6 separate regions of the Sus scrofa genome follow, and regions 1, 2, 3, 5 and 6 are each linked to region 4. Evidence: chromatin contacts called from public Hi-C, promoter capture Hi-C and targeted proximity ligation data. All regions are on one chromosome and are shown on one strand. The core of a region is the stretch at or near the end of the contact, and the rest is flanking DNA. Distances in the headings are between cores, read along the strand shown. Region 1 has its middle 41 kb from the start of MYC. Region 2 has its middle 730 kb from the start of MYC. Region 3 has its middle 850 kb from the start of MYC. Region 4 has its middle 360 kb from the start of MYC. Region 5 holds the start of MYC (MYC proto-oncogene, bHLH transcription factor). Region 6 overlaps LOC106509952 (a long non-coding RNA gene).

The links. Promoter capture Hi-C pulls out the DNA fragments that hold promoters and counts their contacts. Hi-C and Micro-C count contacts between places; a contact is called where the count stands out from the background.
Region 1: a promoter capture Hi-C map of liver shows a contact between it and region 4, with 11 times the contacts expected there. A contact is called at or near these places in 1 of 5 promoter capture datasets (liver) and 3 of 47 Hi-C or Micro-C datasets (liver and skeletal muscle).
Region 2: a Hi-C map of embryonic fibroblasts shows a contact between it and region 4, with 2.1 times the contacts expected there. A contact is called at or near these places in 5 of 47 Hi-C or Micro-C datasets (embryonic fibroblasts and liver).
Region 3: a contact with region 4 is called in a targeted proximity ligation map of skeletal muscle, with 4 times the contacts expected there. A contact is called at or near these places in 4 of 47 Hi-C or Micro-C datasets (embryonic fibroblasts, fibroblasts and skeletal muscle) and 1 of 2 datasets of targeted methods (skeletal muscle).
Region 5: a contact with region 4 is called in a promoter capture Hi-C map of liver, with 17 times the contacts expected there. A contact is called at or near these places in 4 of 5 promoter capture datasets (fetal liver, fetal skeletal muscle and liver), 17 of 47 Hi-C or Micro-C datasets (alveolar macrophages, embryonic fibroblasts, fibroblasts and 7 more) and 2 of 2 datasets of targeted methods (alveolar macrophages and skeletal muscle).
Region 6: a targeted proximity ligation map of skeletal muscle shows a contact between it and region 4. A contact is called at or near these places in 4 of 47 Hi-C or Micro-C datasets (embryonic fibroblasts, liver, mesenteric adipose tissue and 1 more) and 1 of 2 datasets of targeted methods (skeletal muscle).

The regions. Positions count from the first base shown.
Region 1 is chr4:12,417,338-12,421,243 of Sscrofa11.1, reverse strand. No RefSeq gene overlaps it. Among named protein-coding and RNA genes, the nearest start is that of MYC, 41 kb to the left of the region's middle.
Region 2 is chr4:11,724,925-11,728,784 of Sscrofa11.1, reverse strand. No RefSeq gene overlaps it. Among named protein-coding and RNA genes, the nearest start is that of MYC, 730 kb to the left of the region's middle.
Region 3 is chr4:11,608,158-11,612,178 of Sscrofa11.1, reverse strand. No RefSeq gene overlaps it. Among named protein-coding and RNA genes, the nearest start is that of MYC, 850 kb to the left of the region's middle.
Region 4 is chr4:12,097,315-12,101,655 of Sscrofa11.1, reverse strand. No RefSeq gene overlaps it. Among named protein-coding and RNA genes, the nearest start is that of MYC, 360 kb to the left of the region's middle.
Region 5 is chr4:12,458,072-12,461,987 of Sscrofa11.1, reverse strand. MYC (MYC proto-oncogene, bHLH transcription factor) reads left to right here and starts at 1,628. Exons shown (of 4, transcript NM_001005154.1): 1 at 1,628-2,248. The coding sequence starts at 2,219.
Region 6 is chr4:12,357,407-12,361,385 of Sscrofa11.1, reverse strand. All of the region lies in intron 1 of LOC106509952 (a long non-coding RNA gene), which reads left to right. Among named protein-coding and RNA genes, the nearest start is that of MYC, 100 kb to the left of the region's middle.

The sequences.
Region 1 (3,906 bases), core at 1,249-3,748, 320 kb before region 4:
GGCTGTGGCTGTGGCTGTGGCTGTGGCGTAGGCCGGTGGCTACAGCTCCAATTGGACCCCTAGCCTGGGAACCTCCATATGCCACAGGTGCAGCCCTAAAAAGACAAAAAGACAAAAAAAAAATTAGTAAATTTAAAAAAAGAAGAAGAGGAGGATGTGGGGAGAAATCTAGCTCTAGGCCTGGTTTGGCCTGTGGCTGTGTGACCACGGGCAGCTCGGTGTCACCTCTGAGCCCGTGTACACACAAGGCACACACAAGGAGCATGCCAGCCTGATCCTGGGCAGCGGTTCATCCAGGCCAGTTTCCAGAGGAGCAGATTTCTCAATGAGGTGTCCTCCCTCCTCTGGCAAGAAAAGTAAGATCTGATGTGAGCCTTTCTTACGTACAGAGGTTGTGACACATTCAGAATCACAAAACTGTATACTTTGAAAAAGCTGAAAGTGATGATTTTTTTTTTTTTTTTTTGGCCTTTTCTAGGGCCACTCCAGTGGCATGTGGAGGTTCCCAGGCTAGGGGTCTAGGTGGAGCTGTAGCCACCGGCCTACACCAGGGCCACAGCAATGCAGGGTATCTGCGACCTACACCACAGCTCACGGTAACACCGGACCCTTAACCCACGGAGCAAGGCCAGGGACTGAACCGGCAACCTCATGGTTCCTAGTCGGATTCATTAACCACTGTGCTACCACAGGAACCCCTGGAAGTGATGATCTCACTGGGTCCTTTCATTACACAGATAAACAGAATGGGAGTTTCTTTGTGGCCTAGCAGTTAAGAATCCAACCACTGCAATGGCTCAGGTCACTGCCATGGTGTGGGTTCAATCCCTGGCCTGGGAACTTCTGCCTGCCTCAGGCACAGCCAAAAAAATAAAAAATAAAAAGGTCTTCCTATTGTGGCTCAGTGGATTAAGAACCTGACTAGTATCCATGAGGATTCAGGTTCAATCCCTGGCCTCACTCAGTGGGTTAAGGATCCAGCGTTGCTGTGAGCTGTGGTGGAGGTCACAGATGAGGCTCAGACACCGCATCATTGCTGTGGCAGAGGTATAAGCTGACAGCTGCAGCTCCGATTCAACTCCTAGCTTGGGAACTTCCATATGCTGAAGATTCAGCCCTTAAAAAGTGAAACAAAAACAAAAATAAAACAAACAAACAAAAAAACCCAACAAAGAAACCACAACAAAACCTCAGAAGCACAGAAGCACAGAGAGAGGAAGTCATTTATTAAAGTTACACAGCTCTGCACTAGCAAGGCTGCAACTAAAGACCCTGTTTTGTTTGTTTGTTTTTTCTGGCCACACCTGCGGCATGTGTAAATTCCTGGGCCGGAGGTCAAATTTGGACCTGGACCACTGCAGTGACAATGCCAGGTCCTTAACCCACTGAGTGAGGCCAGGGATTGAACCCATGTCCTTGTGGGTCCTAGTCAGGTTCACAACCTGCAGAGCCACAATGGGAACACCTATGCTGCATTTTTTTAAAAATGAAAATACGTATGCAAAGTATTTACATATTGGTACACACCACAGCAGACTGAGATTAGATGCTTCATACATGGCAGCTAATTTTCTTCCTCACAGTCCTTGTCTGCCGGTGTCATCTTCAGTATCTCAAACCCCAGGTCTCTTTTAAAGACTTCACATGTGTGGAAGGCACCTGACTTGGTCTGTGGGTAGAGGCTCCAAAACAGATATTTCTCTGTGTTTGGACCTTACCGATTTGGGTTAGGGAATGGACTCTACAGCTTAAGGAAGACTCAGGAGCATTAAATTCTGGCCCAGGATGATACATTGCCCAGTGCAGGATGAAATTCAGCAACCCATCTCCCTAAGTTGTCCCGACCTTGCAGGTAAGATCGAGGACATGGCTTTTCAGCACAGACTTGGGAACATCAGCAGTCAGACTGTTGTGAAGGATTTCTGGGTCAATATGCATATTCATATTTCAAGTCACTAGTGAGGTTCCTATTCTCTTCTGCAAGGAAAAGTTCCAGAAGTCTATAATCTAACGAAGCTCAATTTAAGATAGATTAATCAGTTAAGAAGTTAAAAAGGAAACTATTAAGACAGCTAGAAGGGGGAGTTCCCATTGTGGTGCAGTGGGTTAGGAATCCGACTGAAGCGGCTCTGGGTGCTGTGGAGGTTTGAGCTTGATCCCTGGCCCAGTGCCATGGGTTAAAGGATCCAGCATTGCTACAGCTTCGACATAGGCTGCAGCTGGGGCTCAGATTCAATCCGTGGTCCAGAAACTTCCAGAGGCGGCAGGTGCGGCCATAAACATTTTTTTTTAATAAAAAAATAAATAAATAAAACTACTAGAAGGGGCAAAAAACAGGTCTTTTATTTAAGATTCTCTCCAAATAACAGAAACCTCAACTCAAACTGGCTAGGACAGACACTGCTCATTGGTGAAGACGACCCAGTTCCTAATCCCTTCCTGCATGGCTGCCTTTGCTACAGAGGTTGGAAAAACGAGCAGCTTGCTGTTGTAGCTTCACTTGCACTAGCAGAGGCCATGTGACAGTCCCAGCCAGGGCGACTGGATGTCTACCAAGGGCCGATGGGATGACTTTGCTTTTTTTTTTTTTTTTTTTTTTTTGGTGGTGCCTGTGCACGTGGAATTTCCCTGACTACAGTGGTGACCCTAGCCACCCGGATTACAACGCTGGGTCCTTGACCCGCTGTGCCTTAGGAGAACTCCCTGTTTTTTCCTAATCTAAAAAGAGAAATTATGCTGTCTTTGCGCTCTCCCTTAGGAGTGCGTCTCCCTGCAGTCCAATAGCTTTTCTTTCACCTGCTGCAGTCTAGAATTAAGTCAGCCAGTCAACTCCTGAATTGATCACTAGCAAGGGAAATAGAACGACCTCCTGGATTTACACTGATTGTTGGCGGACTAGACATTCACTTAGGCATCAACCAAAACATGCTTGACAGGAGATAAATGTGATCACAGGATAAGTAGGGACTTTCTGAACATAAAAAAAAAAGGAACTCATTACACACTCATAGACTGGTAGATAGGAGCGTATTGAAATTAAAGAGTCTTCATAAAGCAACCCATTACAAACCAAAAGCAAAAGCAACTAAGAGATCAGGGAGAAAGATTTGCAATTTATAAGGCAAATGAAGTGTTAATGCCTCATAAATCACTTCTGAGAATTTACCCGAAGGAAATCGTTAAGGACATACGCAAAGATTTAGTCACAAGGATGTTTGCAGCAGTACTGTGTGTAGTAATGAAAATTTGCAAGTGAGATGAATTTCTAGCAATAAGATACTGGTTAAGTAAAATATGATAGAAACTTGGAATGGAATGCTACAGGACAATTAAAAAGTAATGTTGTAGAAATACATATACGGTTGTGGAAAGACCATTGAGATGTATTTTTAAGTGACAAACATAGAATACAAATAATGTGTATCCTGTGATTCTATTTTCCTGAGGAGAGAATGTCAGGGCAACTGTGTACATAAGTATCTGGAGGATAAATATCCCAGATTTAACAATAGCTATTTCTGGTGGGTGATTTATTGATTGTTTTAAAATAGTGAGCTTGGAGTTCCCGTCGTGGTGCAGTGGTTGGCGAATCCAACTAGGAACCAAGAGGTTGCGGGTTCCATCCCTGCCCTTGCTCAGTGGGTTAACGGTCCGGCGTTGCTGTGAGCTGTGGTGTGGGTCGCAGATGCAGCTCGGATCCTGCGTTGCTGTGGCTCTGGCGTAGGCCGGTGGCTACAGCTCCGATTAGACCCCTAGCCTGGGAACCTCCATGTGTCGCAGGAGCGGCCCAGGAAAAGGCAAAAAAAGACAAAAAAAAAAAAAGTGAGCTAATTTTCTTTCTTTTTTTCTTTCTTTCATTCTTTCTGTCTGTCTGTCTCTTTAGGGCCGCAACCTCGGCATAGGGAA
Region 2 (3,860 bases), core at 60-2,559, 370 kb after region 4:
CTTGTGGGGATTTTCAGGTCAGATATTTGAAGTCTGCTTAGTCTGGATAGGTAAAGAAAGTTCCATTTGGGGCTCTGATTTTGCTCCTGGTGAAGGAGCTCCTGTGTCCTTTGCAGTCCATGGTCTATGGCTCCACTCTTGGAAGATTTTTTTTTTCTCTTTTATGGCCACACTTGAGACATATAGAAGGGCTACGGGTTGAATCAGAGCTGCAGCTGCAGGCCTACACCACAGCCATCGAAACACTTGAATCAGAGCCACATCTGCAACACACACTGCAGCTTGCTGTGGTGCCAGATCTTTAACCCACTGAGCAAGGCCAGGGATGGAACCTGTATCCTCAGAGAGAAAGCACCAGTTTCTCAATCTGCTGAGCCATAATGGGAACTCCATCTCTTGGAGGTCTTTTATTTGTCCAGGAGTCTCTCTGTGGACCTCTGAAGTGACTATTGGAGAACAGACCATTCTTAGTGGATTTGAGACTTGCCTCCTGCCTGTGATTGGTTAGGGTTCCAAAGATTGCCTCAAGTCTTAAAGTCAAAAGAGGTTTTGAATGAGTTTGCAATTTCTTTGGCATTACAATTCTTTCAATGGTTTCACAGCTTCTAATTGCTATGCTTTCCAGTCTTTTCCAGGTCCAGTTACAGTAACATTAATCTTTTCCTAAATGCACTTCTCAGGTCTGCTGTATTTCTTTGTTTTATTTTAACACTCTCACTTCTTTCTCTTAAATAAATATGACTTAAAACTATCAGGATTGAATTGAGTTGATGGAGTCAGGATTGACCATTGCCTCAAGTCACTTCATCCGACAGAAGAGTTTTTTTCAGACGTCGAATTTCGAAGTAATCAGAAATCTCCTATGTTATTTTTGTGGGTCTGGAATCTGTTAACTTTTTCAAATCTGAAAATACCTTGAATTTCTGGACTTTCTCTATTCTCTATCATTTCTGCCTACAAAGTATTTGATTCTCCTCTAAGCTCATGTCTTATAATAATTTACCAAATACCATTGGTAGCCAAGAGGTACTCCTAAGGTTCTAATTTCCAAACTTTTCCTTTAGAGCTGTTGGTTGACTAGGCATATGTACCTCAAATAACCACAGGCAGGAATTAAACCAAATTCTTTGCTACTGCTTAATCAGGAGTGCTACCCCTCCAGGCTTCTGTCTTAGTTTCCTTGATGCCTATCTCTTAGTGCTTAACCAATACCAATTATTTTTCAACTTTTAGTTAAGGCATCACCCCACTTGAAAATACTGGTTTCTGTATAAAGTTACTTAGCCAACAATCCTGAAATATCTGTGACTTTGCTCACAAAAATGTTGAAGTCTTGCTCATGCCAGGGCTGAGGCTTTCCTAGGTTTTCCTTGAACAGAAGGATTCTTTCATGTGACTGCCATCTCCGGGTGCTTGTGTTTTGGCCGTGTGGACAGGAAGAGAGCATGAGTTGAAGACCTTGAGAAAATTTTAAGGCTGAAATTCTGCTTGCATCCCTTTGACCAGAAGTAGTCATAGGGCCAAAGTGGATTGGAGGAAATGTAATCATCCTCTATTCTTGGGACAAGGAAGGGAGATTGGGGAGCATCTAGTCAGTTGCGTTCATGCTCCCAAGTCTATGTATTTCAACCTATATTTTTCCCTGAATTAAAAATAGATACTAAGTAATAGCTAAGATTTATATGACCTTTCAGTTTACTAGGTGCTTCCACATGCATCATATTATTTAATCCTTAAAGCATCCTTGTGAGATAGGCTTTTTTCTTTTTTTCTTTTTAGGGCTGCACCTATGGCACATGGATGTTCTCAGGCTAGGGGTCAAATTGGAGCTGCAGCTGCTAGCTTATACCACAGCCACACATGTTATGAGCTACATCTGTGACCTACTCTGCAGCTTGCGGCAATGCTGGATCCTTCACCCACTGAACAGGGCCAGGGATAGAACCTGCATCCTTATGAATACTAGTCAGGTTCTTAATCTACTGTGCCACAATGGGAACTCTGTAATATGCCTTTTTGTCCCTCCTTTACAGAGGATAATGCTGAAGTTCACATATCTAATTTTTAAACAAGTTTCTACTGTATGCTAAATACTCTGCTAGGCATTAGTGACACAAAGTTGACCTAGAAACAGTCTCTGCTCTACTGTTTACATTCTAATGTAAGAAAGAGATACTAGTTGAATAATAACATTAATAAATGTGTATTTACAAATGAGATCAGTGCTCTGCAAAAAAAAAAATACATGATTGTGCAAGAAAATGTACTTTTTTAAAAATGTAGCTCACAAAGTTTCTTTTTGGAGTGATGAAAACATTAAAAAAATTAGATTATGGTGATGGTTACACAACTCTGTAAATATGCTAAAAACCATTAAATTGTACATTTCAAATGGGTGAATTTTATAGTATGTAAATTATATCTCAGTAAAACTGTCAAAAAAAGAAAAATACAGACTGGAAAAATATAAGACCATCTACCCATGCCAAATGAGTCATATAGACTGTAAATACTTCAGACAATCAAAAGACTGAAAAAGTACTAGACTTTACAATTCGGTCTTCAGGCACTTTCTCTAGACCTTTTTTCCTTTGATAAATCAAGAAATGTAAAGAGATGATATTTAAAAGGAAAATCCATGCCAACTCACTAACTTTTTATCTTTAAATTTTGTCCTATTCTTGGGGAAAATTATGTTAATGATACAATAGAAGCCACATTTTTCCCTTGATGACTTCTTCTGAAACAGAAGTATAGTATAAAGCCTATCATGTTTTTCAGTGATCAAATAGACAGTGAAAGTAAAAACAAAACAAAGCATAAAAAACATGGTCTCAACAGAGGAGAACAAAGAAGGCTTCCTAGGAGAACTCTAACCCCGATATCTGAAAGGAAATTGAAATTAATAAGGGAAGGAGGAAAGAAGAAGAACGTTCTGAATATAGGCAATCTATGTAGGCAAAGTAGTAGTTAAGATACCAAGAGGTGGCTTCTTGGGCAAGAGAATAGAGCATAAACAGAAATTAGGCTGAAGGGGCCAGGAAGGCCTAGACGGTGTCAATCCTATAGGCTAAGCTCGTATCTTTCATTCCCCGATGTCCTAAAGTGATGGGAAATTTTTGAAGACTTCTAAAGAGGAGAGACAAGGGTAATTTGGGGAAGAATGTGTGTGTGTGTGTGTGTGTGTGTGTGTAGAGTTCATCTCTATACATTAAACCACTTGCCTAATTTCAGCTGCAAACAGTTGAGTTAGAATCTTGAACTCAAGTCATCTGAACTTGGAGGACACTGGATGGAATACTGTGCAACTGGGAGGAACCAAATCAGCTAAGCTGGCACTCATGGAAGGCCTTGGTCAGGCCCGAGCTGCCGGGAAGCTAAGTATTGAGAGGCAAGCAATACGTTTGAAGGTACTTAATCATAAAGTAGGTCAAATCTCTTTATTGCGCCAACAGTGTGAATCTTTGAGAGTTGGGGCTACTTCTGCCAAAAGAGAGGGAGTGGAAGGTGGTGAAGTGCAATGATGATTACTCCATCACCCAGTGTGGACTGCTCAATCGTGAACTCAGCACTTCTCTGAGGAACCAGGATGGCATTGAAAGCTGCGTGTCTGCCCACTGGTGTCTTCGATTCTTGCACATTCTTTTCACCATTCACTTGGCAGCTCAGTATTGAACTAAAGCAAAAGTAAAATTCCCAAATCTACATCTTTCTTTGAGCTACGACTGATAGGTAACCTGTTCTAAGTGTCATGACGAATCAATGCCCATGCTGTATCACTTGAATTTCAGCCCTGATCTTGGCCAGTCTTCAACCCAGGAATAGCCTTCATGAATTAGCCTAGCTCAACTTGGCTATGA
Region 3 (4,021 bases), core at 484-2,983, 490 kb after region 4:
TAAAGTTTTATTGAAACACATCTACACTCATTTGTTTACACACGGTCTATGACCATGGCAGCGTATCTGCGACACAGATTGCATGGCCCACGAGGCTTAAAACATTTACCATGTGACCCTTTACAGTAAAAGTTTGTTCACCAACCCCTGCCTTAGATTATAAGCACTGGGTGGCCCAGAAATGGATCTCATCTCATTTTGAATGGAATTTGGAAGGTGGTGTGGTAAAATAGTTAGGACCCAAAGACTAGAACCAGACTGCTCTGAATTAAAACTACAAAACAATGCTTTACCTGTTCTACCTGCTCTGTAATCCCAGACACATCTGAGAATTGAGTTTTTTTCATCTGGGACTTGATGATGGCGATGATGTGGGGATAATGGTAATGACAGTGGCTGAGACAGATGTGTGCACTAGAGAGGGACAGACATGGAGCAGTTATCCTGGAGCCTGGAGCCAGGGCCTGAAAGGCCTCCCCTCTGCATCAGCTGTCATGATGTTAATATGGAACCATTGCTGAAACCGGTCTTGCATCCACTTCCTCATCCCTTGATAGGAAAGCGCCCTTTTCCTGATACATTTCACCCATTATTCCATCGCTCTCCGCTCCACCCCCATCCATTCTGCATGCAGCGCAGTGAGTTTCATTCCTAAAGCATAACTGCTTGTTTTACTCTGGCTTAAGAACTTTATTAGCTCTCTATTGCCTGGAGAACAGCATATAAGTTCCTCAATGACGAGTTCTCTAAGACATTGAAAACCCAGCCTGCTGCCCCTAACTTGCTGCTTCTGCTCTCCTTGCTCCCATGCACAGCTCCCACTTGAGCTATCCAAAACACTCCTCTCTTGAGTCCTGCCTCTGTCCCGGAATGAGCCCACCTTCTCTGCCCAGAGTGCCCTGCTCACCTCCCCATGTCTGCCTTTTGAAAGCTTACTCATTCTAGATGGTCCCAGTATTGAATCCATATGGAAATAATAAAAGACTGTTGCTTGAAAGTCAATAAAAACAAAGTCTACATACAGGTAGTGTTTAATAAATGCTTTCCACATAAAATTTAAGGAGAGAAAAAAATCCTAAAATTCAGGGACCCAGAATTCCCTGGGAATCTCTTCTTAGGTGAAAACTATTATCATCCTATGCTTTCCACTAAATTTTCATAATTCTATCAAAGGGGGCACTGCTTTTTTTCCTTTCCGGAAATTCTTTTCATGGCTGGAGCCCCCTCCCTCCCGCCCAGCGCTGCACTGGGCTGTGTGGGAGGCGCTGCTGCTCCTGCTGCAGGATGCTGAGGGCGGGTAGCGTGTTTCTCGCAGCAAAGACAAAGACTAAACTGTTTATTGCCTCTCCTCCAAATAAGATGATGCAAGAAAAAGATGAGACAAGATGGGCCTATGAGCTTAGCGGATGGGCATCTGGACAAACGGTGGAGGATAATCATCTTTTGTTCGCAAATTAAAATAGAAGGGATGGGTCAAAAGGTGCAGGGACCCTTCCGTCCTTGTCTCAGTCTGGAACTTCCCTCTTCTGTTACTTATCAGAGAAAGGTCTGCATTTTGGAGCTCGTAAATCTGCTTGGCAGGTAATCGCTAGCCATCCACCAGCTGCTGCCTTGGCAAAAGGCGCATCGCCATCGCCATGGTAACGCGCAGGCAGGCAAACGGCGAGCAGGCCTGGCCCCCGGCCAAGGTAATCCGATGGCACTGGGCTTTGTTAATAGAAAGAGAAGAGCAGGCCAGAACCGCTTGCCTCTGCCTTTGCCAGTAAAGGCTGGACGGGAGCAGAGCGCAGGGCTAATTAACCGGCTTGACCAGCTGTTGGCTGCCGCTTGCCAAATCCGACAAGTAGCCCGGGCTTTCTCTAGCCCTAACCCTTGTCATCTTCCAGGGAGGCTGGGCCCTGGGGGAACAAGGGCCTTTTCTTGGTGATGTCATCTGAGTATTTGTAGAATTTCCTCTTTGTGGGAAAGTTCTCTGGCAAAATATAAAGGGATTTAACTTCCCTCGGAAGACCCCTTGGCCTTTTGAATTTTGAAGAAAGATTTTTCTACATGAGAAAGGAGTGTGGGTTATGGAGGAAGCGGGGTGGTAAGGGGGATGGGTTATCCATATTTAAAGTCATGCCTAAGCTGAAGCAGCTTCAGGGAGGGACATTTAATATTGCAAAAATCCCTCATCAGGTGAAAGAAGGAGAGGATTAGCTTCGCTAAAAAAAAAAAAAAAAAAAAAAAGGATTACTATGGAAAAACTAGTTGTAAAGGATTTTTTTCCTTGACGATGCCCACAGCATGTGGAAGTTCCAACTCGTGCCACAACGGTGACCTGAGCCACTGCAATGACAATACAGGACCCTTAACCCACTGTGCCACAAGGGAACTCCTGACAGAGGGATGTTTAAAATTCATCGATATGTAAATCAACTATAATAGAAAAAATAAAAATCGTACAAAAAAACGAAAGGAAATGATGAGTTAACTTACTTAAGGAAGACATGAAACAAGAAGACACATCTTCTCATCCTTAGTTATCTTTCTTTCGGTCTTTCCAGGTTCCACATTTAGATCTCATATATACTTCTAAGCTCAGGAATGAGGCCCAGGAAACTGAATGTAAATTAACCTGGGCACAGGAAGCCAGAAGTCGAGAAAAACAGGGGCTCCAGAAAGGTTTTGGGGCAGTAAAGTGGCAAAGTCAATTCTTTTTTTTTGGTTTAAGGTCAAGAATGGATTTAGGACCTGAGGATAACGCTGAGTCAGGAACAAGGTCCATTTAGGGACGTGGTTAGCGACAACATCCAAAACCGTGAATGAGTTGTGAATAGATGTTAAAGGTAAGATTCTTACGACGGACCGGGCAGAGGGCAAGAGAGGTGTTGTAGGGAAAAGAGCTGCAGCAGCAGCCAGACTCAGGTTTGGCTCTCCGCTTTGCTACTTATAACACTTAACCATTTCCCAAATGTCAGGCTTTATATATATATCATCTCCCAGAATCCTCCCAGCAATCTTCTGAAATTGTCGTGAATATGCATCTCTATTTAAATAATAATAAACCGAGGCAACGGGATGTTACGCAACTTGCCCACACTCCCTCCGTTGGCTCGCTGTTGTCATACAACAAATTACCCCCAAATATGAAAATGACACATATGTATTATCTCACATTTTCTTGGGTCAGGCCGCAGGACACGGCATATCTGGGTTTTCTGCTTCGCAGTTTCTCGTAAGGCAGCCATCAAGGTATCTTCTATGAATGGGATCTCATCTGAAGGCTTAAGTAGGGAGGGAATTATTTCTAGGATAACTCACACAGCAGAGTTCAGAATTCAGTTCCCTATTATATAACATAGACTGTTGGCTATAGGTCAGCCTCAGTTCTCCCACATGGCAACTTGCTTCATCAAAGCCAGCAATAGAGAGTTTTCTAACAAGACAGAATTCACAGTATTTGCATCCTGATCACCCAAATGATAGCTATACAATCTTTCTATATTCTACTGGTTAGAAGCAAGTTATTCAAGGGGAAGGGATCATTCAAGTCCATGACTACCAGGAGGTGGGATAAATTAAGCATCAATTAGTTTAGAGGCTGCTTGTCCCAACTCCCCAGCTAATAAGCAGCAAAGGGAAGACGAACCCAGGTATTCTTTCTCCAGAGTTCATGCTCTTAAACATCATTCTCTTACAGCTACTCAGCCGTGTGACCTAGGGCTACATACATTTTTGAGTCTCCATTATCCTTTTCAATAGAATATCCGTTGGTAATATTTGCATTTCAAGGTTGATGTTGGGGTTAAATATTATGCATACAAAATGCATACTACATTCACATTTCCTAGTGTGTCAAAGGGCACTCAAACTGAATTAGCTGGTTAATATAGATATTATTATTTATGCAGAGTAATTCAGCATAACTTGGAAGATAAAGGGAGACCAAGTTCCCATTGCATAGCACAAGCCGCTATTTGGACTTGTGCTAAGTCATCCTTACCTTTGGATCTTCTTTCTGCTTAGAAGTCCCAATTAA
Region 4 (4,341 bases), core at 281-2,780:
ATCTGTGACAACTGGCCTGAATAATCCTCCCTCTTTAGCAGTAGTAAGTCTTCACCTTCTGTGTAGTGGGGATGTCCAAGGCTGTTTTGACTGGTGTATCCTACTGAGTTGTAAATCTGAAAAGGTATTGTAGACGCCCCATTGGTTGTTGGGAACAATAAACAGGATAAAGCCCCTGCGGTCTTGCCGTCTGCCTCTTCACAGTCAGCATTCAATTTAAGTTAGGTAATTTTATTTTCTAGAACCTGCGTATCCCTGACTCTTACACACAGCAGGATGCACGCAACGCCATTCTTCTCTGTAGCTGATGGCACATGGCTTGTGAGGCCTTCCTTTTTTTTTTTTTTTTTTTTTTGTCTTTTTGCCTTTTCTAGGGCTGCTCCCGTGGCATGTGGAGGTTCCCAGGCTAGGGGTCTAATCGGAGCTACAGCTGCCGGCCTACCCAGAGCCACAACAATGAGGGATCCGAGCCGCGTCTGTGACCTACACCACAGCTCACGGCAACGCCAGACCCGTAACCTATTGAGCAAGGCCGGGGATCGAACCTGCAACCTCATGGTTTCTAGTCAGATTTGTTAACCACTGTGCCACGAAGGGAACTCCAGAGGCCTTCCTTTTTTCTGGATGGGTTTTAGAAGTGGACAGGAGGAGGATGTGGTCTGTACACAGTTACTCAGAAGGCTCTGCCAACTATGAGTTCTTTGCTGGCTGGAGCACTCGGCTCTGAAACATGCTGCAAGATCGAAATGGGCTTTTGGGGCTGAGTTATGCTCTCAGTTACACTCGTGTGACAAAGATTGCTATCTTGACTCTTCAAGCCAAGGAGGGAGGGGTCTATGTGGGCAGGGGGCAGAACGGGGAATTAGATGTCCTTAGACGTGGCTCTTAGAGTTCTTCAGAAATAAGAGGTTATAGCCGGGTTTTGCTGGGGGGTCAAGGTGGGCGGAATGAGCTCATAAGCCAAGTACAAACCCAGACAAGGAGGAAGTGAATTCACATTCTTGCTTTCTACTAAGGCAAGAAAAACAAAACAAAACAAAACCCACCGACCTGTTCCCAAGAGCTCATTTTCCATCTCTGCTGGGCTCATCAGAGTGCAGCGCGAGTCTGCACAGAGGCCTTGGTGGGAGAGGGCTGGTGAAAGCTCACCTTTGGAGCCCCTGCCTTTTTTATATGAAACATGCCCCGGACTCTCCTGAGGGCCCCGCTTATGGTGGATGCAGCCTGCTGGGCCACAGAGGGAAACTGCAGGGGGTGTCCAAGTTCACATGGCCCACATTCCAGGGGAATGTTTTTGACATTGAGCAATAGAAGGGCTCTGCCAGGTTTGGGTCTGTCCGATTGGAATGCAACCGAAAAGGAAAGTCCCGGAGTGATTCAGATTCTCACCTCCCCACAACCTCTTCTTGTTTTTTTTTAATTCCTTTTAATTCTCTGATGACGAACTCAGCCCAGCACGCCTACTGACCCCATAGCCCTTGTTGGTGCTGATAAAAGTGCAACTGCCTGGGAGATAGGAATGTAAATCAGAATATTTTGTTGAGTCATGTGTACTCTGCGGCTCTTTCCCAAACATTGCATCAGACCCGTAATTGGCAGCTCCCAGGACTCTGCTGGGTGACATTGAATGTCCAGGAAAAGCTCAGTCCGTTTCTCGACAAAATGTACTCTCACTCACTCCATCTGCCTGGTGGTAATATCCTGTTCTTAAGAAAGCCGAACCCCTGGACGGAGCAGAGGCACAAACCGGTTTTGTAGATAAGTTTGAAAAATAAGACAATTGGCCTTTCCCACCCACTCGGGTCTCTTAGCAACAAGACAGCTGATGGTATCCACCCGGGGGGAATAAAGGCACAGAACATGTGGGGGAGCCTGTCTGAATTCCTGCCCGCCGTCTGATTTATTGAAATCTTCCTGCATTCTTGGGTGTGGAGACCCAGGAGCCACGTCATAAGAGCTTTCCCCTGACCTTCTCATGACCCCCGCAAATGAGCAGATAGAGGAAAAATCTCAGCATGGAATGGACATTTTTCCTCTGTGAGAATCTGCTTTATCTGAGGGGGCCATTTCCTTTGATCTGGGGAGTCACCATTTGAAAACTTGAATGTGTTTCTAGAGGGAGGCAGGCTGGGATGGGACTCTGGAGAGAGCATCAGACTTGGGATGGGGGGGGATGTCTGATGTCCCCGGTGCTCTCTCCCTGTGGGACCCCAGGCAGGAAACCCCTGTGCTCTCCCCTCCACCCAGCACTGGCGTTCTCAACTGCAAAGTAAGGATGCTGCATTGGATGCCTTTCAGCACTGAATCGGCGATGAGTGTCTCTGTGTGTGTGAGTGTGTGCATTTATATCAACTTTCTATTCTAACATGTGAGAATTACTGAGTGGTAGAGCAAGGCCGTGAGGCCAGATCTGGCAAAGTCGGAAGCCTGTATCCATAACCACTGTGCTCTCCTCGGGCTGTGCCCACAGAGGAGCCACAGCATGGGTATCTTATGTTGTATCTGGGGATTTTTTTTTATCGATATCTATGAGTCCATGGGAGTTGAGTAGACCTGGGATGTTGCAGAGGATTTAGGCTTTAAGTCAGAGGGATCTGGGTTCATATTCTTGGTCTGCCTCTTAATATTCATATGGCCTTGGGATGCTCAACTATGACATGGGAATAACAAATCCTATGTGTTGGAGTTCCCGTCGTGGCTCAATGGTTAATGAATCCAACTAGGAACCATGAGGTTGCGGGTTTGACCCTTGGCCTCAATCAGTGGGTTAAGGATCTGGCATTGCCGTGAGCTGTGGTGTAGGTGGCAGACATGGATCAGATCCTGTGCTGCTGTGGCTGTGGCGTAGGCCGGTGGCAATAGCTCTGATTAGACCCCTAGCCTGAGAACCTCTATATGCCATGGGTGAGGCCCTAAAAAGACAAAAGACAAAAGACAAAAGACAAAAAAAAACCACCACCAACAACAACAACAACAAAAAAAGTCTTGTGTGTGATCTAGTTGCTCCTAGGATTAGGGAAATGATGTCTATAAAACACCTGGCACGTGCCTGCTCCATAGAAAGTGCTCAGTAAAAAGGGGGATTGAGGTTGAAACATTGATTGATTATAGGATCCTTGATGGGGGGACTTGCCCTAATTATCAGGTAACCCCCACAAAATATCATGACACACAGGAGACAAGTGTGAGTGTTTGTCGAACCAAGGAGATGTGACACCCCTCCCCCCAAAGAGTGATGAATTTTATGATTTCATGCTCCTGGAACTTGGTAGGGCCCTGCATTTTAGAGCATTAAATCACAGCAGAGAGAACCAATATGATCTGGCTGTGGCTGGCTGTTTTTACATTTGAAGGTTCTTCAATCATGTTCAAAACATGAACATTTGCTTTTGACACTGTTTTGAACATTTTGGGGGGGCCATATATTGTCAGAGTGTTTCTCCCTCTGTCTTTCTCTGTCTCTTTCCTTTTTATTAAGCACTTACTATGTAGCAGGTACGGGGCCAGTTGTTTTACATTTATTATTTCAACTACATCCTCATAGCAACTGTGTCAGATAGGCTTTGTTATTCCCATCTCACAGCTGAAGATCTTGAGGTTCAGAAAGTGGGAGTCACCCAAGACCACTGTTAAGACCACAACTCATAAATGGCAGGGCAAAAATTTAAGCTCAGCTCCCTCTGACTATTCAATGGAGGTGAGGTAGGGAGGGAGAGAGATCAATCCCATCTTTAGCCTTGGTCATGGAGCCCAATCTTTTGGGGGAAAAAAGCCGTCAAATCTCTTATTAATACAAGGGAACTCTGAATGCTCACTGTATTCTGGAGGAAGGTGGACAATGAGAGACCCCAGGCATCCTAGCCGAGGGTATCGTGGACCAACCAACCAACATCTAGGCCGATCTGCCGGCTGATTGGAGACACATGAGTGAGCCCAGATGAGGTCAACCCCACCCAGCTCAGACAAGAAGAATGGCCTTGCTGACCTCCACAAGAAAGCTAAGTTTGAGTGTTTTGTTACAGATCCTTACAGATGCATCTACTGTCCTGTATAGCAAATCCACACTGGAAGGTAGTACCATGACCACATCCGATGACCATCAACACTAGCTAGAGAATTTTTTTCTTTTTATGGCACCCATGGCATATGGAAATTCCTGGGCCAGGGGTCAAATTGGAGCTGCAACTGTGGCCTATGCCACAGCCATGGCAACACCCGATCCGAGCCGCCTCTGTGATCTACGCAGCAGCGTGCAGCAATGCCGGATCCTTAACCCACTGAGTGAGGCCAGGGATCAAACCTGCATCCTAACAGAGACAACGTTGGGTCCTTAAACCCCTG
Region 5 (3,916 bases), core at 379-2,878, 360 kb before region 4:
CTCCAGTAGAATGCAGAATAGCAAATCCCCAGGGAGTATGCATTATATATTAAATATAGATTCATTGAGGGAGCGAACAAATCATGTGCCATGTTGGGCAACGTTCTGGGTTGACGTGTACTGAAATGTATATAGATGTACATGGATTAAACGTGTGCATTTTCGCTGTGGTATTCCGAAAAAAAATTTAAGACTTTGTGAACAAAGACATTAATGCCTTAAGTTCCGTCAGTTTTTAATTGGCTCGACAGTACTCCCCCCCCCCAAAAAAAAAGGCACCTAATACTTGGCTCCTCTCCTTAGATCAGAATCCATGCATTTTTCTGTGCATGATCGCGAGTCCAATAATAAAAAGCAAAGAAGACCCAGAAAGGAAAGTCAACGTCCAGTTTGTCCGAGGAGGAAAGAGTTAACGGTTTTCGTCGCCAGGGACTATGCTGACTCCCCAGGCAGGATCCGCCAGCTCGTCTCCTTCCCTCTTCTGGGGAGTCTGGTCCTGCGACTCGCGTCCCCCTCCCCAGTATTCTCGCGTCTAGCGCCTTCGATTTCCCCCAACCTGGGAGCCCCAGCGTAGTGCAAACCGACGCCACGGGGCGCAAAAAGGATTCGTCTCTACTGAAACCTGGGTGCAGAACTGGGACCTCCGAGCGAGAGGTGCGGGGGTGTGGGATGAGGGTGCAGAAGGGCAGAGAGTGGGTGGGGAGCAGAGAGTGGGTAGGGAGCGGAGAGTCCCCCGCAGCGCGCACCCGCAAGCGCGCTCCTCCTTTACTCCAGCTCCGGAACCGGCAGAAAGATCTCAGGGCTTAGCGCGTCCAGGGGGGCAAGCGGGCTCCCGCGGAGGTCTGTGTCGGTCTGCGCCAGCGGAGCCCGGAGGTGAGGGGTCGACCGAGGCTTTGGCAGCGATTTAGGGGTTTCATTCTAGATGGAAGGTGCTCAGTCGAGGTAGCTGTACACACAGAATGCCTAACACCCCCAACAAATGCAGTGGGTGTTTATTCAGAACTCGCTCTCCAAGTATACGTGGCAATGCGTTGCTGAGTTTTTTAAAATAATTCCAGGTACCATTTTCCTCCCTACACCTCTGATCATTTTTCCCCATCTACACTTACCCCACACCACACACACACAACGCGCACCCGCAAATACCCCCTTCTTTCCTCCTCTCTTCGTAGGGCTTATTTTCCAAACGCTGCCCTTTCCCCAGTCTTAGGGAGGCGCCCCCTCGGCCCGGGACGTGCGTGGCTTGGCGGTGGGTACACCGTGTATTCTCAGTGTGGAGGGTCAGCTGTTCCGCCCGCGATGATTTAAGCACAAGGGACCAGTATGCGGTTTGTCACCCAGAGCGCTGCGCCAGAGGAGCAAGCAGCAGAGAAAGAGGGTTTGAGCGGGAGCAAAAGAAAATGGTAGGCGCGCGCAGTTAATTCATGCGGCACTCTTACTCTGTTTACATCCGAAAGCTCTGCGCACTGGAGTGCCAGGCTCAAAGGGCTGAGTCTCCTCCCTCCCAACCACCCAACCCCTCCCTCCCTCCCCGGGCTGAAGCGCCCCTCCCGGGTTCCCAAAGCCGAGGGCGGGGGGAAAAAGAAAAAAAAGATCCGCTCTCGCGAATCCCCGCCCACCGGCCCTTTATAGGCGAGGGTCTGCGCGGCTGAGGACCCTCCGGCTGCGCATCTCTCGGCTGCCGCCGCCTTTGCCGCACCCCGGCCACCGCTAGGCTCCCCACTGCCTCTGGAAGGGCAGGGCTATACAGAGGCTTGGCGGGAAAAAGAGCACGGAGGGGAGGGGTGTTCCTAGCAGTATAAAAGCCGGTTTTCTGGGCTTTCTCTGACTCGCTGTAGTAATTCCAGCGAGAGGCAGAGGGAGCGAGCGGGCGGGCCCTCCAGGGTGGAAGAGCAGAGCCGGCCGAGCAAGCTGAGTCGCGCTCTGGGCGCCCGGGGGAAGGGAGATCCGGAGTGAAAGAGGGTCTTCGCCTCCGTCCCGGCCGCCCCCACCCCACCCTGCCCGCCGACCCCTGCCAGCGGTCCGCCACCCGCGCCGCATCCACGAAACTTTGCCCACTGCAGCGGGCGGGTACTTTCCACTGGAACTTACAACACCCGAGCGACAACGCGACTCTCCGGACGCGGAGAGGCTATTCTGCCTATTTGGGGAGACACTTTTCCCTGTCGCTGCCCACGACTCGCTCCTCTGAAAGGCGCTCCTCGCCGCTTTTTGGACGCTGGATTTCCTTCGGATAGTGGAAAACCCGGTGAGCACCCAGACCTATTTGTCTTTTAATTTCTTCTTGCTACCGCTTTCAATCCGCGATGAGTCGAATGCCCGAATTGGGGTGTCTTTTCTCCCATTCCTGCTCTATTGACACTTTTCTCAGAGTAGTTGTGGTTGGTCGGGGTAGGGTGGGGACGAACCAGAGCTGGGTCGGGGTGCAATGACTTGTCAAGAAGGAAGAGAGGAAGGCAGAGGGAGAACGGGGTGCTTTTTTTTGAAAGTAGCCTTTAGAGGGGTTGGTTGTTTTTGTGTATTTTTGTTTTAATGTAGATGAACGCTGACCTCGGCCGGCTGGGCATTCTTGCTTTATTGCATTTGATTGCTTTTTTGCCTTTTGGAGGGAGAAGGGGGGTATGCTTCGCAGTGGGCAGAAAACCCTTTACGTCCTGAGCTCCTAGGAGTAAGAATTACATATTGCGTGTGGAGCGAGAGCTCCGCAGCCTCTGACTTTTTGCCGTCTCCGAAAGGGCATTTAAATTTCGGCTTACCGCATTTGTGACAGCGGAGACTGCGGCGAGTCCCGCCCGCCGATCCCCGCGGCGCTTCAATTCGCCCCCCGGCTCCTCTTAGAAGTTGGCGTTTGGCTTTTTAAAAGAATAATGAAATTAAAGCTCTTGGTCCTCGGAGATGTTAAGACTTGGTGTTGGGGAAGCGCGGGGACGGGGGAGAGGGAGGCTGGCGCAAAGATGTGTCCGATTCTCCTGGAATTATTGACTCGGGGGAAAACGAGGACAAATCTCCGCACCCCGCCTTGGCTCCTCGGCCGCCTCTGGTGTCCCCGCTCGGGTGTCCCTGCGATGCGGAGGGACTGCGGGCAGCGGGGTTCGGGGCTTTTCCAGAACAGCTGCTACCCTCGGCGGCGGGAGAGGGGAAGACGCCCGGCTTCGGGCGCGGAATTGCAGCAGGGTCTCTGGCGCAGTTGCGTCGCCGTACTGGGTGTTGCAGGGAGGTGTCTGTTATTTAACAGACCCCCCACACACCCTTTCATTGGTCGGAGGTGGGGGTTAAGGCCCGAAGACTGAGCTCTCTACCCCAGCCGGAGAGAGAAAAGAAGAAAAGCCGGCAAAGGAAGGAAGGGGGGCGCGCGGGGGGTGGGGATGGAGGAGGCGGAGAGGGGAGGTTGGGAGGGGCGGTGGCGCCGGCGGGGGAAGGAGCGCGGCGAGGGCGCGAGTGGGAACGGGCGCGGCGCGGAGGGGCCCTGGCGCGGGAGGGGGGCCGCGCGCAGCCGCTCCCGCCGCGGCGCCTCTTCGCCTTCCCCTTCAGGTGGCGCAAAACTTTGCGCCTTGGCGTTTGGCAGATTGTATTTCCCCACCGCCGCCTTCCCTGGCCTGTTAAAGGAGGCTAAAGCTGATTTCGACTGCCAGGCGGCCGCGGGGCCGACTCCCCGGCTTCGCGCTCCGGGCTCCCGGGGGAACGGAAGCTCCGTGGGCGCCACAGAGGTGGTTCACCAAGTGTGTGTCTGAGATAGTAGAGGGTCACTTCGAGGGGGTGGAAGGGTGCCTTTTTGTTAATCCCCCACTCCCACCAGCCGCTTTGGGGGATAGCGCTGGAAGGGGAGTGGTTCCCGATCGTGGCGCGCAGTGAGCGCTGCGCGGGGTTTCCACCCGAAAAAAAGACCCCATTAACTCAAGACGCGCCCCCCTCTTTG
Region 6 (3,979 bases), core at 101-2,600, 260 kb before region 4:
GCCTGGGAACCTCCATGTGCCGCAGATGCAGCTCTAAAGACAAAAAAAAAAAAAAAAAAAAAAAAAAAAAAAGCTTTAGAAACTTATTTTGAGCAGCTTTCTCATATGTCATCATGCACCTGTGCAAGGAAGGTCACTCATTTTTTCCTCCGGGAAAAGTGAGGCTTAGCAGAGGCCTTTCTGCAGCGGTTGATGTGAAGCAGAGGTGAAGAAAGTTGGTGCAGGTGGCCCACCTGGGACAGCTCAGACCTTGTCACACGTTGTTTTCCCTGCAGAGCCCTCCAGGAAGGTTACAGAGTCCTGACAAGGTCTGTCTTAACTTCCCAGGTAGCTCACCAGCCTCCGCTCCCCAGCCAGTGCTCGGGGTCGCTGGAGCCGCCTCCTGAACTGTGAGCCTCTTTATTCCGGAGACAAAACAGAGCGGTCCTGGAGCTCTGCCATCAGCAGAGCCTCGGGAACAAAGCCACGGCTCTCCTTGCCTTACTTTGAGTCCTTCTGTAATCGACCACTGGGCATGTGTATGGCCTGTTTGTGGTTTGTCAACTGATCATTTCCTTTGGTGCATTTAGCAGTTTTCTTCTCAGGAGTTGGTAAAATCTGTCTGGATTGATTTGTGGATTTTGCAGGTGGTGGGACCTGTGAGTCCCGCTGGACCCCTTTGTTAGGCGTGCCCACCCGGAAGTGACACCTCCATTTCTATGGGTACATTGGGTTGAAAATCTGCATCTGACTGGGGCAGCAAAATCATGCTTTGCAAGTGAATGCAGCGGGGTCTGTCTCCCTAATCTGGGCTGTTGCCAGTTTTAAATATTCCTACTCTAGTGGTATTTGGCAGCGAGCGTCTCCCTTCTTGCTTCCTTCCTTTCCTCATAAGCAAAATAAAAAATCCTGCTAACTTTCCGGTGTCATTGTAAAGGTCTGCTCCTCAGAGACCTCCACTGGGACCCCCTGATTAACTGCTGGTCTGGCGTGGGCGGGTTATTCAGTGGTGGTTTGTAACGTGGTGGATGTTTGCAGGATCATTTGTTTCATGTCTGCTTCCGCTGTAGACGCGAGTCTCTTACTGTGTCCTGTGTGTTCCTTCTGTCTCTCTTGCCGGGCTTGGGAGTGGATGCCCCGAGCAGTAACATCACGTGCGTGGACCCTGAGCCTGGCCAGGTGTGTGGGACCATCTTTGAGTTGAATCCCCCAGGACCCTTTGCATTTGTGGCCAGGACTTGGCTGGGTTGTCTGGGTGAGCAGAGCAAAGGTTGACTGGCATGGCAGGGCCTTGTCTCTCTGCCCCACTGGCCTCAGTCACTCCGGGTTATTTTGGCTCCGTGAGGACAGAGCAGGATCTAGGGGAAAGGTTGGGACCAGCTTCAGGCTGAGTGCCCAGGGACAGCCAGCGGCACCCTCTGCTCGGCTGCACCCAGACCCTGCACCCAGCATGGTCTCGTGGCTTCTTGTGGCCTGCCACTGAAGGAGACTGAAGCTTCCTTTGTCACAAGCTGAGGCATGAAACCAATCAAGAACTCCGGTTCTACCAATCCAGGGCCCGGCCTGCTGGCAGGAGGTGCTGCAGGTGGCGGGAGAGAGGAGATCTCCTTGGTGCTGGCCGGCTGGGAATGCTTGCTTCCTGGGTGGGCAAGGATGGGGGAGGCCTCGCGGTGGAGGGGAGAGAGCCTGCCAGCCTGAATGGGGCGCTGCCAACTCCCTGCTGTGTGAGTGGGCTGGAACCCATCTCTGGAGACCTGGCCTCCTCTTGAGAAAGGGAACTCATTGGGCCTCCTCTCAGGGCTGTGGGCAGATGTAGCCGCTGGATGCCAGTTCCTGGCACTCAGCAAGTGCCCAGGGGATCTTGCCTTTACTTGTGTTCTACCCGCCAACCTCTGCATGTGGAATTGGGCAGAAAATTTTTGACCTTGGGAAATCCTCAGCCCAGTCAGTGAGAATTCACGTTGGAGGTCCTCGGGCCACCAGGGCACCAGACGAAGGTGGCCAGGATGCCCCCGTGCCGGAAGGGGCCCGGCCTGGAGGCTCGACTCCCCGCATCCTGGACCGGTCTGAGTCCTCGGGGGCCGTGTGGGGCGGTAGAGAGCAGGCTGGCTGGAATCCAGGCCTGCTCCTTCAGCCCAGTGTGCCTTTGCCACTGTTCCCTCATCCCTGCAGTGGGCATGAGGTGGGGGGTGGAGGGGTCACTGCGCCACAAGTTGGAAGAAGACCCTTGGGATGGGGAGGTGGTTGGAACCAGCCAAGAGCGGTGGGGGTCAGGGTCGGGGAGGTGACAGGTGACCATCTGGGGGCTCTGAGGGCACAGAGCAGCCTGGGGCCTGGCATAGACGTGAGTGTAGATGGCAGGATAATCCAATAATTGCCCTCTGCCTCCCGAAGAGGTTCACATCCTGGTCCCTGGAACCCGTGAGTATTACATGTTATGTGGCCAAAGGGATATAAGATTGCAGGTGGAATGAAGGCTGACCTTGATACAGGGAGATTATCCTGGATTTTCCTGTGGGTCCAGCATCCTTGCAAGGGCCCTTAAAAGTGGAGGGAAGAGGCCGAAGAGGAGGTGATGTAATGTCAGAAGTAACATTGCCGCTTTGAAGATGGGGGAAGAGGAGAGTTCCTGTTGTGGCTCAGCGGGTAAGGAACCCGACTAGGAACCATGAGGATGCGGGTTCAATCCCTGGCCTCACTCAGTGGGTTAAGGATCTGGGGCGTTGCCGTGAGCTGTGGTGTAGGTCACAGATGGGGCTCAGATCCTGCATTGCTGTGGCTGTGGTGTAGACTGGCAGCTGCAGCTCTAATTCGACCCCTAGCCAGGTAATTTCCATATGCCATGGGTGCAGCTCTAAAAAGAAGAAAGGCAAGGAATACAAGAAACCTGTAGAAGCTGGGAAGGAGGCAAGGAATCAAGAACCTCCCTTGAGCCTCCAGGAATGGATGTGGCCCTGTTGCAGAGTGTCAGAGGGGAATGTCCTTTTGGGTGCAGCGCTGGCGGACAGCCCTGCACTTGGGTGTGATCAACAGTGACTGGGTCTACCAGGGCCTGCCTGGTGGCCTGGAAGGGATGGCTTGGGTAACCAGGTGTTCCGAGGTGCGTGTGGTAAAGATCTTATGTGAATACCAAATGCCCATCACCTCTCCCTCTGACAGCCACGCCTTTGGTTCTGGAGGTCTGGGCAGGATGGCGTCACGGTGTGTTCAGCGCTGGGAGGGACCCCTCCCACTCCTGCCTTGCTGCTTTAAGTTTTCATTGCGGTTCTGTTGGAGTTCTGGGTTTCTTTAAGCATCTCAGGAGCACTTGGCAGGTGCACTGTAACCGCAGGTGATGAGCCCATCCGGCCAGCATGCTGGCTGTACCTGGGCTCGGGGCCGGAACCTTCTCAATCGGTCCTGGACACGTGTCCCAGATGCTGCTGACAGCCTCCCCCCCCAAGCTGCTTGTGCAGGGCAAGTGGCCAGTCTCCCCCCTCTTCTTTCCTGCCCTGACCCACCGGCGTGGGATGTCAGGCAGCAGTGGGGGCTGGGTGGAGGGGACACTGACCCTGGCTGTCCCACTCTTGGAATGCAGGCAACTGCATTGCCCCCAAGGGGCCGCTTTAGAAGAAGGGGTCTTGTGTGTGTGAGGGGTTTTGCACTAATTGTGTGTGCGTGCGCACGCATGTGTGTAAGGGTTGGATTCACTGTATAGGATGATTTTGAGCAACTCTTTAAAGCTGAGCCAGGATAGCTCCCCTGGGCCTGATAGGCACCGGGAGTGTGGGCTGTTGGCCTGAAAGGTGAGGCTCTCCGGGGGCTGGCATGGGGGGTTTGCCCAGGGCCTGGTCCAGCTGGCCTCACATGCTCTCCTCAGCCCTGCTCCAGAGCTGCCTGCGGCCTCCCGGGGCTCAGTCACCCAGAATGCGAGGAATGGCTGGGGATGCTGCCTGGGCTTGTGTTTGGCCTCTGCCAAGGTCAAGTTGTCAGGGAGGACGAAGCCGGAGAAGCTCCCTCG